3 separate regions of the Mus musculus genome follow, and all the other regions are linked to region 3. Evidence: chromatin contacts called from public HiChIP or PLAC-seq and capture Hi-C data. All regions are on one chromosome and are shown on one strand. The core of a region is the stretch at or near the end of the contact, and the rest is flanking DNA. Distances in the headings are between cores, read along the strand shown. Region 1 has its middle 15 kb from the start of Psap. Region 2 overlaps Cdh23 (cadherin 23 (otocadherin)). Region 3 overlaps Sgpl1 (sphingosine phosphate lyase 1).

Region 1 (4,873 bases), core at 902-3,401, 860 kb after region 3:
CCCAACCCTGAACCTTCCAGCCCAAGGGCTGTGGCTGCCCTTCTCCCAGAGGCTCTTCCCTGTGTCATCACAACATTGTGGCCTCCTCTCTCTCTCTCTCTCTCTCTCTCTCTCTCTCTCTCTCCTCCTCTCTTTCTCTTCCCCCTCCCCACTCTCTCCCTCTCTCCCTTTGATGATAGTCTGGTCTGCATAGCAAATTCCAGAACAGCCAGAGCTACTTAATAAAGTGACCTTGTCACAAAAACAAGAAAGAAAGAAAGAAAGAAAGAAAGAAAGAAAGAAAGAAAGAAAGAAAGAAAGAAAAGACAAAAGAGAGAGAGAAAGAAAGGACAAAAGTGATTTTAAAATATCCATAGATGATGGCCACTTGGGAGGCAGAGATGGGCATATCTACATAGTAAGTTCTAAGTTACACAGTGAGATCCTGTGTCAGTGGTACCAAATTAAAATCCCATCTCCAGCCAAGTGTGGTGCTACACAATTCAATCTAGCATTGGGAAGGCAGAAGCAGGCAGATTTCTGTGAGTCTGAGATCAGCTTGGTCTACATAGCAAATTCTAGGCCAGCCAGAGGTAGCTAGTTAGAGAGAGAGATCCTGTCTTTAACAAACACACAAACACAAACAAACAACAAAAAGACAAAAACAGCTCCAACGTTTGCTATACCCCTTGTGGAGATCGGAAGGCCTGGCCAAGCCTCAGTGTTCTCACTTAGAAAATGGGGGGAATGTACCCTTACAGGACAGCAAGGGAGACCATCTGTCCCAGGGACTGCTACAGCCTTGTCATGCTCCCTAAACGGGACCCAGGAGGAGGCCAGAGGCCAGCAATGATGTGAGTCCCACCTCATGCTGACCTCAAAGACAGTGCCCGAGTCTAGAGCCACCCTGCAGCACCACCGCCAAGTCACCTGCATTGGTGGCAGGGCCAGCGGGACCTGCAGTGACTGTAGAGTCAACCCTGGGAGGAAGGAGGCAGACCTCACTGCCCCCAACCAACGCCCATCTGCCCATCCCAAGCCGCCTGTGGGCTAGACCTCTGGATTCCCACTTCCTCCAGTTGGTGGGTCACTCCAGGGAGCTCCCTGCCACCTGCAGCCCCTCCCTGCCTAGCCAGCTGCTAAGGAGCTGTGACAACACATCCTGGACTCAAGATGGCAGAGCCTGTCCCTACATCCTCAAGTGAGGAGGCTCGGTGGTAGGGCTCAGGCTGATTCTCAGTTCCTGCTCATCGTGACTGAGCTGAGGGTCGCAGACCCAGGGATACTGTTCCCATTGCTGATGGAACTGTGAAGGACCAGGCTCAGGGTGCCCTGCTGCATCCCACCCCCACCCAGCACTAACCCCCAAGTGGTATGTCTGCTGGGGAGCTCAGCTTCCTGGGTAGTCGATGTCCCTGGTATCGCTAATCACTATGTGACTTCATTCTGAGTGCAGGAAGGAGGGGGAATGAACCCCTATTTGTTCTCATGAACAATAACTGATGTGACATTAAGGCTGAGGGGTGACAGGCTCTTCCTGACCCCCAGGCTTGAGGTCAGACAACCTGGCTTGTGTCCCAGACCCACCACGGATTGCTGGGTGACCTTGACAAGACACGAACCTCTCTGTGCTTGGATTTCCTCATCTATAAAATGGGGCTGTTAGCAGTACCTTTCTTGCGTTATTTTAAGTGAGTTAATATACTTGAGGTGCTTACAGCAGCTCAGGGCACATGTGACATGCACAATAAGGCTGGGTGTCACAGTTATTCCCAGGTTAAAATATAAATGGAGAGAAGCTACATGACTTGCCCAATGGCACACGGCTAGGTAACAATGAGGCCAAGACTTCACACACACACACACACACACAGACACACCATCACCTTGGGCTTGCAAAAGAACATCTCCTCATCTTTGGAGAACTCGGGGAGGAAGGGGCCTCCTGTGTGTGTGTGTGTGTGTGTGTGTGTGTGTGTGTGTGTGTGTGTGACTCCAATGGAGGAGATGCCACAGTACAAACAGTCCCCTGGAGGAAGCCACTGCCTGCAGCTGCCAGATCACGAGCCTGGCGGAGTGCCAAGCCATGAGACTGGGCCCTCCACAGTCTTTGTCTCTCTGGCCTTGTGAGGCACAGTGATTCAGCAGGATAGGCTCACCCACTCTGGGTCTTGCAGCTAAGAGCCACTGCTTTCAGGAAAGGGGTGTGATGGCTCATGCCCTGTCTATTCCAACACTCAGAGGGTTGAGGCAGGAGGATCACCACATAGGAAAACCTTGTCTCAAAGAAAACCAACCAAACAGCATCATTAAAAGGAACGAGATTGGTAATAGGCCCCAGGGTCTCTGACTGGGGATACTGGTGTGAGAGGCACCAGGCTGGGCTGAGAAGACCTTACGGCACACAAAATCCAGTAAAAATTTCAGGCCCTCCAAAAGGACTGAAAGTGGGCTGAAGAATTGGCTTGGTGGTTAAGAGCACTGATTGCTCTTCCACAGGTCCTGAGTTCAAATCCCAGCAACCACGTGGTGGCTCACAACCATCTGCAATGCGATATGACACCCTCTTCTGGTGTGTCTGAAGAGAGTAACAGTGTACTCATATACATAAAATAAACAAATCTTTTTTTTTAAAGGACTGAAAGTTATTTATGTTTTTTAAACAGGGTCTTGTTAGCCAGGCTGGCATTGAACTCCCAAGTGCTAAGATTACAGGTGTGTAGCATCACATACAGTCCAACTGGGCTACACACACACACACACACACACACACACACACACACACACACACACCATCTCTCCATGACCCTGCCCCCTTCCTCTCACCAGAAGGAGAAACAGGCCCAGAAGATGCCAGGCTTCTCCAGGGTCATCCAGGCTAAACTTGGAGCAAATTCTAAGTCCCTGGCACTGTGGACAGTTTTTTCCCTGATCAGTCTTTTGCCCTGGTGATAATAAGCTTAAAGCATAAGCCTGCAATTCTCTTTAATCTCAGAGTCCCGAGGAGGTTTGGGGAAGAAAGAGAAAGCTTTGTTCTCAGAGCCGGGGCTAGGACGATTGGCTGGGCAGGAGCTCTCCTGCGCCACCTTTGCCCTGGACAGGGAGCAACGTGTGTTTCTAGAAAAGGCTTAATTTTGGAAGGCAGGTGGGGGCTCCTGGAGGGGTGGGGGTGGAGAAAGACTGCTCACCTGATAGCTCTCTCTCTCTCTCTCTCTCTCTCTCTCTCTCTCTCTCTCTCTCTCTCTCTCTCTCTCTCTCTCTCAAGTGCCCCGACACGCATCTTGCCTTCTGTGGCCTTAGGAGACCAGGTGTGTGCAGGGGGCACCTGGTGTGAGAAGGGGAGGCTAGCCCTCCCTCTCCCCGTCCTCCCTTCCTTCTTTTTTCCCTAGACAGGGTCTCTTCTAGCCCAGGCTGGCCTCAAACTCAGAATGTAACCTTGCATTCTTAATCCTCTTGTCTCTATTTCTCAAATGCTAGGGTCACATGAAATTCTGGGGTCACATGAAATGCCGGGGTCACAAGGAATGCTGGGGTCACAAGGCATTCTGGGGTCACATGATGAAATGCTACAGTCACATGAAATGCTGGGGTCACAGGCATGTGCTATCAGACCTCATTTTTACCATGCTGAGGGTGAAACTATGGCTTCATGCATACGAGGCAACCACTCTACCAACTGAGCCACATGTCCAGCCTGAGAGTGGGTCCCTGAAACTCACCTTTTTCCCCAGAATGCTTTTGAGAGGGACTAGGGACTCCTTCACCACACCCACTAATAGCCCTGGGCATCATCTTGGTGGGTGAGTGAACACAGAGAAGCTGTGGCCTCACCCTTGGTATGTAAGAGCCAAGTCACAGCCTTGTGAAACTGTTGCTCTGGGGGTGGGCATGGGAGAAGAGCACAGGGCCAGTGTGACCCAGGAAAGAGGAACCAAAACTACCAGGGTAAGACTGTCCCGGACCATTGCCCTTCTATACATGGGCATGGGCAACTCCAACAGCCACTAGGACCAGGGTTTAAGTTCAGTGCCCTGCCCCCCAGCATGCAGTGGACGACGTAGGTGACCCCCTTTACTCTATATGCCTATCCCCCACATACAGAAATGGCACACAGATCGGAGGCTTGCTAAAAAGGTTTCCTACCCTATGCATGCCCTGCACATGATAAGGTTCCAGATACATAGTGGGTCTGTGTCTTCCCCATGAGACCTTGAGATGTTGGCCTGGAATTATCCATAGCCCCATAAGGAAACTGAGGACAGAGGTGTCTCATGTGAGTGAGAAGGGTTTCTTTTGCCCTGTATATTGAGCCACTTGGCGTCTAGCTCAGCACCATTACCAAATAAGGAAACGTTCACAAGTGGGCTGTGGGAAGCTCAAACAGCGCCAAGGGCAGCACCATGCTAATCAACCAAGAGCCACCTCCAAGGAGCCTTCTCAGTCCTCTGTGCATCTGGGATTCTGAGACAGGGAGACATAGGCTACGGCAAGGGCAGAGGCAGGGGCAGGGGCAGGGGTAGGGGCAGAGGCAGAGGCAGAGGCAGGAGCAGGGACAGAGGCAGACAAGAGCAGGGCACAGGCAGAGGCTAGCTGTGATTCTCTTTGGCAACCACTTGACCCCTTTCTAAGCCCTCCTCACACCATCACAGCCCTGTAAGAGCTAAGTGAGGCTAGGCTAGCTTTATCTTACTGGACTAAGGAACGCCAGAGAGGTGAGGTGGCTGGTGAGAGTCATTCAATGCTTACTGGTAGTGTTGGACCTTGCAACAGTTCCTGAGCCTTCGTTTTGACACCCGGCTGGGGGCAGTCCCTTTTCTCAAGAAGTGTACCAGGCTGCAGAAAACAGGGAGAAGGCAGATAGATATTCATGTCTCCACTTCATGACCTCCCCTAG
Region 2 (4,452 bases), core at 1,130-3,629, 730 kb after region 3:
AAAGGGAGAAATGTAGCTACTTGTATAAAGGCTATGTGTATATCTTTCACTTGAGAACATAAACCATTGAGACAAGTAGCAACTTCATGCTGGGATTTATTAATTAATAATTAATTCAATGCCCAAGTCCTGTGGGCAGGACCAATGTGCCATAGGGCCTGGAACTCACTGCCTTCTATCTCATAAGCATCCTCTTCCCGGTCCAGCCCATGCATCTCATGTGCTGCTCCACAGGTAACCATGGCAACAACTTCCGGATCCACGTAGGCAGCGGGCTCCTGATGCGAGGGCCAAGGCCCCTGGACAGGGAACGGAACTCGTCCCACGTACTGATGGTAGAAGCCTACAACCATGACCTGGGGCCCATGCGGAGCTCTGTCAGGGTGAGAACACAAACTGGGGCCTGGTGGGGCAGGTTTCACTACTGACTGGCATGCAGGGCAAGGAATTTGGTGAAGAGACTAAAGGCCTAGACCAGCCAGGGATTTTGGATTTGTCCTTTCACTCTGTGCCATGGTTTCTTGAGGAAGGGGATCCACGATACTCATGTCTGTTCTAAGGGAGGAAAGAGGAATTGTCACTGATCCATTCCTTATAGACACCCAGTTCTCCACAACGAACTGAGAGCCCTCCTAGACATAAGCTTAGAGGAGCAGGTAGCAATATTGCTTTGCAGATGAAGAAATAGAGTTACAGAGAAGTAACTTGGCCTCTTGAGCAAGACTTGAGACCTTCTCTAATGGTCACACACAGAGGTCTGCCTCCTGTCTATGTTGTTTAATGTTCACCCCGCCTCACCCTCCATACACATGTAGCAGCCCATAGGCCCCTTCCCCTAAAGCCATAGGAAGTGAGTCAGAACCCAGAGGTTCCTGTCATGGAGGAAGGTGGGAGTTCATCAGACAGGGACACGTACCCAGGCCTGAGTGTGGCTGAGTCAGTGGAACCCATCAGCCCAGAGCAACCCGCTGTTTGCTGGGACTGGAAACATTGAGCAGGAGATAGCTGGTCAGCTGTTGCTCAAGTCCCTCCCTCCGGGATGCTTCCCCTCTTGTTAAAGATGGATGTCTCCAACCAAACTCTGGGCCCCAGGCAGATCTGTCAGAGCTGGGCCAGCTCTGAGTTTCTAGCTCCTTGCTCTCAGAGAAGATGGGAGAGAAAGTTGGCTCCCGACAAGCTACCCCCCTCCCCCATCCCTTAAGAAGAGAATGAATACCTGTCCAAGTGGATACAGCAGAGGGATCAAGTCCCTTGGACCCTTAGAGGACACGTTGACAGAGATACAGTTTTCTGGGTATGTACCAGGAAGTCGCCACAGTAGCTTCCCATTGTGACAGGCTCTTATTCACATGCTAATGAGCACCGTGGGGCCTGCCTGTGTCTTTCCCCTCAGTAAACTCACATCTGGTCACAAGAATGGCTGGTATCAGTGAGGTTCAGGCTGGACCCCTGGACTTCAGGCATCCTAACCACAGCCCTCTCTGTGTCCCCTCCCCTCCCCTCCCCCACCCACCTGTTTCTCAAGAGCCCGATCACTCTGCTATGTGCCATTTTTAGCCACCAACCTTGTTGTTAAACCGAGTTCTTTGCAACATCCCAGGGTGTAAAACAGATCAAAGGCAGACTGTGTACAACCTTAAGGTGAGGCACCCCAGTCACAGCCTTGGGCCCCTTTTATATGCTCCTGCCCTCAAGACCCTGAGGAAAAAGAAATTTGACCCAATTCTGAGGAAGGCCCTGCGTTACCCCCATTCTACAGATGAGGAGACTGAGGCAGAGAGGAATCAACCAACTTGATAAGGGTCCCATTATGGTATGGGTAGAGCCAGGCTTCACCCCAGGCAGGTGGTCCAGACTATTCTCTTACCTCTACACTATATGATTCCTGGACCACCATGCCCAAGGAGGGTTCTTGGCACCCTGACAAGCACTACATACCCAAAGAGTAACTTTAAGAATTCAGGTGTTGTCCCCTGGCATGGAGATTCGATGGCCCCTGCAGTTTAGAGCATCTGTTCTCCTAAGAGAGTCAGGAGAGCTGGGGCGCTTTCTGATAGCAATGTGAGGATGCTAGTTTTGCCCAGTAAGCTGCAATTTCTACTTTAACAGCTAGCAACAGTCCCCATGAAGTCCAGGAAGTAAGGAGGGAAACCTTCCTTCTGGATGCTGGGCATCTCTGTGTGTACATGCCCACATGCACAGTGTATACACGCAACTGCCCTCTTATCCCTGTTGGAGGGTCGGGCAGCCCTGTGCAGACACTCGGGACAGAAGGCATTCTGGCTCTGAGGCACCTGGCAGCATCCTCCTGTTCAGCAAGAGTTCAGCTGGCCTGTACTTCCTGTTCAGCTGTGTCTCTCAGGTTCACAAACCACACCATCTTTCCTCCTCTCTCTACTGCCGAAAGCAGCCAGAAGTGTTGAAAGCCTGGCCACATTGTGGCAAGCTACACTCCGCCCCTCTCCCGTTCCTCTTACACTATCAGACTGACAGCTTCTTCCCCGATGTCCCCCAGAAGGCAAGGTCATTAGAACAAGCAAACTCCGGAAAGGGAAGGCTTGCCGTTTTAAAAGATGGATAGTTAATATCTGTTTACACAGAGTTCCCGAAATTCACCCATGCCAATTCCCCTCACAGTCACCACACCCAGGATCTTCTGCAACAAACTGTGGGTGAAGCCAAATTTAGAAGGCTCCCACTACAGCTGCAGACTGAGGTGGACCCTGTCGTTTGCATAGTAGATTCTCGATGTCCGGACCTGAAAGGTGCTGGCGTGACAGGGCTGTGGAACCTCAGGGCAGTGGAGTGGTGAGCTCTCTGTGAGCCTCCCTGGCCACCACATCCATCTTCTCCCCTGGCTTTGCCACTCTTCCCACCCTTAGTCATCCAGTAAATTCCCTGATAACCTAGAGGGTTGTGTGTGTGTGTGTGGTATGTGTGTGTGTGTCTAATGTGTCTGTGGTGTGTGGTAGGGGGGTTGTATATGTAGTATGTGTGGTATGTGTGTGTGGTGTGCATATGGGGGTGTTTGTGTGTGTTATATGTATATGTGTGGTATATGGTAGTATTTGTGTGTTGTGTGTGTATATGTATATGTGGTGTGTTTGTGTGTGTCTGTAGTGTGTATGGTGTATGTGTGTATATGTGCATGGTATGTGTGTGTGTCTAGTGTGTCTGTGGTATGTGGTATGTGGTGAGAGGTTCTATATGTGGTTCATGTGTGGTATGTGTGTGTAAATGTGTGTGGTGTTTATATGGGAGGTGTTTGTGTGGTGTGTGTGTATATGTGTGTGTGTATATGTGTGTGTGTGTGTGTGTGTGTGTGTGTGTGTGTGTTAGGATAACCCCAGAGGCAGCTACATATGTGTGTGCATGGTATGTGGTCTATGTAGGTGTGTATGTAGTGTGTGTGTGTGTGTGTGTGTGTGTGTGTGTGTGTGAGCACATGCGCATGTGTGTGTAACCCCAGAGACAGCTATGGATATAGGCAAAGTGCCAAAGGCAGGTTCTCTGAGGCTGTCTTGCCCTCCTTCCCCTTTCTGTCCTGTCCTTGCCACTGACAGCTGTGACCTGTGCTGTGCACACTGAGCTACCCCACCCCACTTCCTCCCTTCTCCATCCTGCTTCATGGTAATGCTTCCCTGGCTCTAGGGAGCCAGAAGGATGTCTTATACTGGGGCCAGCTCATCCCCAGCACGAAGCCTAAGCATGGATAGATAGGGAGCCAGGAGACACCAGCCCTCCTTGTCCCTGTGAGATCTTGGGGAAAATTACTTCTCTTTTCTGAGACTCTTTTCCCAGTCTCTTAAAGGAGGCAGAGCCTGGGGTTTCTGGTAGCTTGTGTGTCTTTTCCCTCCATTCTGGTCTTCCAGGCAACAAGATTCAGGTCTACAGCAAACTCTCTGGGTATTCCCATATATGGGGAGAAAAGAGGGGCTCTCCTTGTTTGCAGACACAGCTCTCCATAAAAACCCTTTGAACCGTAGCATTTTTCTACATCTGACACATGTTCTTTAAAGGGAAGTTTCAAAGATGGAGAAAAGCAATGGGAACATCACACACACACACACACACACACACACACACACACACACACACACACACACACAATCACACAATTCTAGTAGGGTCCCCAGAAAGCAATTCCAGGGCAAGGATTGTCATGAAAGTCATTAATAAGGTTCCCCAGGAAAGTGATAGAGGGTGACCAGGAAACCCTGTGGGTTGGGGGATTACCCTCTGTTTCATTGGGAGCCCTGGAAGGAGTCGGGGATCAGTGCCCCACCCAGTTGTCTGCTATGGTGCAGTGGCAGTCTTTAAAGGGCTGTTGTGTGAGGGTCACAGGGTCCAAAGCACAACCACTTCTGTTCTTGTTACCATCATGGTTTTTTGTTGAGTCTCTCCTAAATAAATGTATTTTGGTCTTTGGGTGGAATTAGTTTTCTACTGATG
Region 3 (4,740 bases), core at 197-2,696:
CTGCTGATAGTCTGGGTGTATGAGCTTATCTTCCAGCCAGAGAGTAAGTATACTACCCCTTCTGTAAAGGTAGACTGGAATCTCATTCATGGCTGGTGGGTTGGAAGCATTTCTTTTGGTTTGGTTGTGGCTTTTAAAAATCTATTGAGATGGGAAATAGACCCTGATTTATTAGCTGTGAAATTCTTTTAGGACTTTTGGGAAACTTACTATTTATGGTTTTGTGGATTTTTTTCTTTTCCTTTCATTTATAGTTTGGGTAGAAACTCCTTAGGTATTCGTTACTATAAAGATTCACAGATGTCTCAGAATGTAGGGTACATATTTTTCGGTTCTAGTTTCTTCTAAGAACATAATTGTGTTGTTTGAGATTTCCAGAGTAGAAATGTATTGCTTCCATTTGTGGCCTTCCTTTTCATTAAAGAGTCACCACTTGACTGCCAAGTAGCCTCTGGGATGTCTGCATAAGTAACACATGGCCCTTCTTCCTTTGGAGTTAACTTCTGCTAAGGGACAGTAGTACTGACTTGTCAGATGGACTTGGGAAGAACAACACTGTTTCTTAGGGGCTGCTGAGGAGGAGATACCGGCCGGCTTACACTCTTCCTAAGGTGTAAACAGCTCCTGCACACCCTTCTCTTTCCCACCTACACCTTTAGGTGACTATGACCATAACGCTGTGAATTATTTTCTCCCTACAGGCAGTGCTTGGTAAGCTGTTTGATTATACTCATATCTAAATAGTAGATGTGAGCAGTGGCTATTTTGTGATGATCCTTGGCTTTCCCCACACTGCTGATATCTTGAGTAACTTCCTTGGGAGAAGTAAATAACTGAAGAAAAATCTAAGCATTTTTACTTGTTTGATATTTCTCCATTGCTTCACTTCCTTGGTGGCATCATCTGTTGGGGGCACTTGCCAGCTCTGTAGACCAGGCTGGCCTTGGACTCTGAGAACCACCTGCCTCTGCCTGCCAAGTGCCGGGATTAAAGGTGTGTGCTACCACCACCAGGTAGTTTTTATCTTTTTATCATGCAGCCATTGAGCTATTTTAATAGCATTAAAGCTACAGCAACGTACATGTTGCAAAACATGACAGCCTAGAGGCAAGTTCTACGGCATTAGAGCTGTTTAATTAAAGTGGAAATAAGATGTGACTGTCCTGTCTCAAATTATAGTTCACCGTAGCTTTAAAACATGGTCTTCAAAGCTGGACGTGGTGGTGCACGCCTTTAATCCAGCACTCGGGAGGCAGAGGCAGGCAGATTTCTGAGTTTGAGGCCAGCCTCGTCTACAAAGTGAGTTCCAGGATAGCCAGGACTACACAGAGAAACCCTGTCTCGAAAAAACCAAAACCAAAACCAAAACCAAACCAAACCAAACCAAACCAAACATGGTCTTCAGTTTCTGTTCCTCATCCTCTCCTGGTTTTCTCCTACACTGTTGACAAGACTGAGACTGGCCTTTTATTTCAGCTCCTGGTTTATATGTGGCTACAGCTTTAGTTGCTTGTGCAGGTGTACTCCTTATCCAGGAAGTGTCTTTCACTCCTCTCCCAACCTCCCCTCCCCCAGCTCATTGGCCTTGTCTTGTTTTGTCTTAACTTGGGATAGAGTCTCACTATGTAGACCAGGCTTGCTTAGAGCTTGCAGTGGTGCTCCTGTCTGTGCCTCGAGAGTGCTAAGATGTGCAGGTGTGTGTCACCATGTCTGGCGTCTTTTCTTTTTTACTATGACAGTACATATATATACACATATGTTGCCTTTTAAAATTTATTTTATATTTTATGTGTAAAGGTGTTTTACCATACATATGTCAGTGCATCACATTCATGCCTTATGTTACCCTTTTAAGCTTGGGAGGGGACATGCTGGAATCAAATATCAGGCCTTGTACATACCAGGGAAGTACTCTATCACTCTTCAGCCTCTCATTTTACTCACTTTAAAGTCTTCAGTTTAGTGGCATTCACATTTAACTAATATTCACATTGTTATATAGTCTCTATCTCAAAATTTTCTCTTTAGTTCAAATTGAACTTTCAGCAGATAAATAGTTCCTGAGCCAAGTATGGTGGTGCAACTTTGAACCCCTAATCCTTGGAAAACTAAGGCAGGAGGATTGTAAGTTTGAGGCCAGCCTGGACTATATAGACCCAGAAGACATCAAAGTCTCCATTTCTTATTTTTCCTAAGCCCTAAAATCACCATTCTGGGTACTTTCCATTTTAAGGTTGTATATTTATAAAACTAGACTAAAGTTAGTAAGTTGTTGACATTCGTACTTGTTTGTTATAATTAGTATTAACTTTAGGTATTTACTTCTTTAAATTAAAATTTTTATTTAACTGTAAATATTATTTAGAACATGTTTTGAAGTGTATATGTATTGCATAATGGTCAAGCTGAGTTAGTTAACATTTATTACCTTTGCGTTTTCATGGTTAGATAGATCAGTTATTAGCTGGCTATGTTATGCACTTTGCTGAACTTGTAGCGGAAATAAAGCCGTCTTCTTGGGTGCTGGTGCCTGCTTACTTGCTGACCCTGAGCAGTCCATCTGAAAACTACCAAAAACCATTATATTAGTAAGGTATTCTATTTAAGTCTTTGTCAGTTGAACTCCAAGCCATTTTAGCTTTTAATATATATTTTTATTAAAAAGGAGCCTGTGCTCACCATAGAAAACTTTTATACAATATGAACAAGCCATTGAGACCAATTAAAATCTTGCTACTTGAGTATACCAATTATATTAGTCAGGGTTCCTAGAGGAACAGGACCAATGAGGACATATGAAAGATTCATTAGATCAGCTTATGTGATAGGGAGTGAGTAGTAATGACTGTGTTTACATTGGAAAGCTGAGACTCTAGTAGTTCAGTCTGAAGCTGGGTCTTTCAGCAATCCCAGTCTTGTGCTCACAGCCTGCCTAGAGGATTCAGGAGAGCACTGGCCTTAGTCCACTGTGGAGGCCAAAGACTCTAGGTTCCAGTGGCTGAGAAGGATTGGCAAAAGGAGCAGGTCTGTCTTTCACTAGACGCTGAGGGTGTGACCCACACTGGAGAGGTTCGTCTCTGGAACTTAATCCTGCGGAAGGCTAGTCCTATAACTTCCACAAGTGACAAGTGCACCCCTCCCCAAAATACGTTAAAAGAATTTTTTTTCTTTCTCTCAAGGGTCTCGTGTATCCCTGGCTGGCCTGGGACTCACTCTGTAGAGCAGATTAGCTTTGCACTCACAGAGTTTGCCTGCCTGTGCTTCTTCCCAAGCACTAGGAGTAAAAAAGCATGTGCCACCACATTCAGTAGGAAATTTAAAAACTTCTATTTTATTTATTAGGGAGGTGTGGATGTATGGATACATATATATGATGTGTGTATGTTGCCACAGCACTCATGTAGTCAGAGGACAACTTGGGTGTCAATTCCGACTTTCTACCTTTATCTGCCTTCCTGAAATTGAACTCAGGTAGTGAGACAGCAGGTCTGACTATCTTGCTGGCCCAGAAGAATTTTTACTACAGAAAAAAAGGATATTGTTAATTCATGTAAAAAGAATGTTAGTTCTATATTACAATGTCTAGAAGAAAATATTCTGGAAACAAAATAGTGCCCAAAAATGAGCGACTTTAGTGTCTTTTCTTGTTGCTTCATCATAGTCTGGGTCTCAATGGTTCTGTCACTAGCTGTCTTAGCTAGGGTTTCCATTGCTGTGAAGAGACATTACACGACAGCTCTTTTTTTTTGTTGTTGTTGTTGTTTTTTGAGACAGGGTTTCTCTGTATAACCCTGGCTGTCCTGGAACTCACTTTGTAGACCAGGCTGGCCTTGAACTCAGAAATCCGCCTGTCTCTTGCCTCCCAAGTGCTGGGATCAAAAGCTTGCGTCACCACCGCTCGGCACGACAGCTCTTAATAAAGAAAAACATTAGTTGGGGCTGGCTTACAGTTTCAGAGGTTTAGTCTATTATTGCCATGGCAGGAAGCATGGCAGTGTGCAGGCAGACATGGTGCTGGAGAAGAAGCTGAGAGTTATATATCTTGATTCACAGGCAGCAAGAAGAGGACTGTGCCATGCTGGGCATAGCTTAAGCATAAGAGACTTACCTCAAAGCCCACCCCCCTCAGTGAAACACTTGCTCCAACAAGGCCACGCCTCTTAATAATGCCATTTTCTGTGGGCCAAGCATTCAAACACATGAGTCTGTGGGGCCATTCCTATTCAAATCACTACAGCAGGTCTTGCAGTGTTGATAGGACTCAGTAGTAGAAGGCCAGTACTACCTAAGCAAGCACAGTAAAGCAAGGATGCAGGTAGGCCTTGATGAGTACCAGCTGAGGGAGTTGACATATCTGTGTGGCACCACACTAGGAGTTGCCCTACCAGATCCCTTAGGAATGCAGCAAAGGATCTTACTGAGTTCATGCTTCAGAGAAAAGTTGGTCTGGGGTCTCCTAGGCTGATAGACCTTGATGATAAAACAATCTCCACAGTGCATTTGAGGCAGTGTAGAGTAGCAGGAGTCCTGGACTACTCTCTCACTGCTATGAACTGTGCCTTGAACAAGTTCTAATTCTCCAATCCTTGGTTGCCTTTCATGCCTGCCATAGATACCCTGTAAAGCCTTTTAGCCCCGCCTTAAAATGCTGCTGCTGGGGTCCGTAGAGGTGTATGCAGTAGTAATGCACAAGTGTCCTTCCAGCTTGGTGATTTATAATTACTCCAGTTGACAGGATCA

What was found. HiChIP or PLAC-seq counts read pairs in DNA pulled down with a chosen protein or histone mark. Capture Hi-C pulls out chosen DNA fragments and counts their contacts.
Region 1: a contact with region 3 is called in an H3K27ac HiChIP or PLAC-seq map of microglia, with 7 times the contacts expected there. The contact joins two enhancer-like sites. A contact is called at or near these places in 1 of 39 promoter capture datasets (cranial neural crest) and 2 of 115 datasets of contacts at active chromatin or transcription factors (cardiomyocytes and microglia).
Region 2: a contact with region 3 is called in a capture Hi-C map of macrophages, with 3 times the contacts expected there. The contact joins two enhancer-like sites. A contact is called at or near these places in 5 of 39 promoter capture datasets (cranial neural crest, embryonic stem cells, hippocampal neurons and 2 more), 2 of 115 datasets of contacts at active chromatin or transcription factors (the NIH/3T3 cell line and astrocytes) and 2 of 9 other capture datasets (adipose tissue and macrophages).

What each region holds. Positions count from the first base shown.
Region 1 is chr10:60,259,774-60,264,646 of GRCm38.p6, reverse strand. No RefSeq gene overlaps it. Among named protein-coding and RNA genes, the nearest start is that of Psap, 15 kb to the left of the region's middle. Within about 2 kb of position 2,151, at least 207 of the 459 cell types and tissues checked have an H3K27ac peak or open chromatin away from gene starts, as enhancers often do. A contact at or near this core is called in microglia, where this site is marked.
Region 2 is chr10:60,387,653-60,392,104 of GRCm38.p6, reverse strand. It overlaps Cdh23 (cadherin 23 (otocadherin)), which reads left to right. Exons shown (of 71, transcript NM_023370.3): 31 at 235-383. It also overlaps a transcript of Vsir not described here. Among named protein-coding and RNA genes, the nearest start is that of Gm17455, 9.8 kb to the left of the region's middle. Within about 2 kb of position 2,379, at least 127 of the 459 cell types and tissues checked have an H3K27ac peak or open chromatin away from gene starts, as enhancers often do. A contact at or near this core is called in macrophages, where this site is marked.
Region 3 is chr10:61,118,612-61,123,351 of GRCm38.p6, reverse strand. It overlaps Sgpl1 (sphingosine phosphate lyase 1), which reads left to right. Exons shown (of 15, transcript NM_009163.4): 3 at 1-43. Among named protein-coding and RNA genes, the nearest start is that of Sgpl1, 27 kb to the left of the region's middle. Within about 2 kb of position 1,446, at least 33 of the 459 cell types and tissues checked have an H3K27ac peak or open chromatin away from gene starts, as enhancers often do. A contact at or near this core is called in macrophages and microglia, where this site is marked.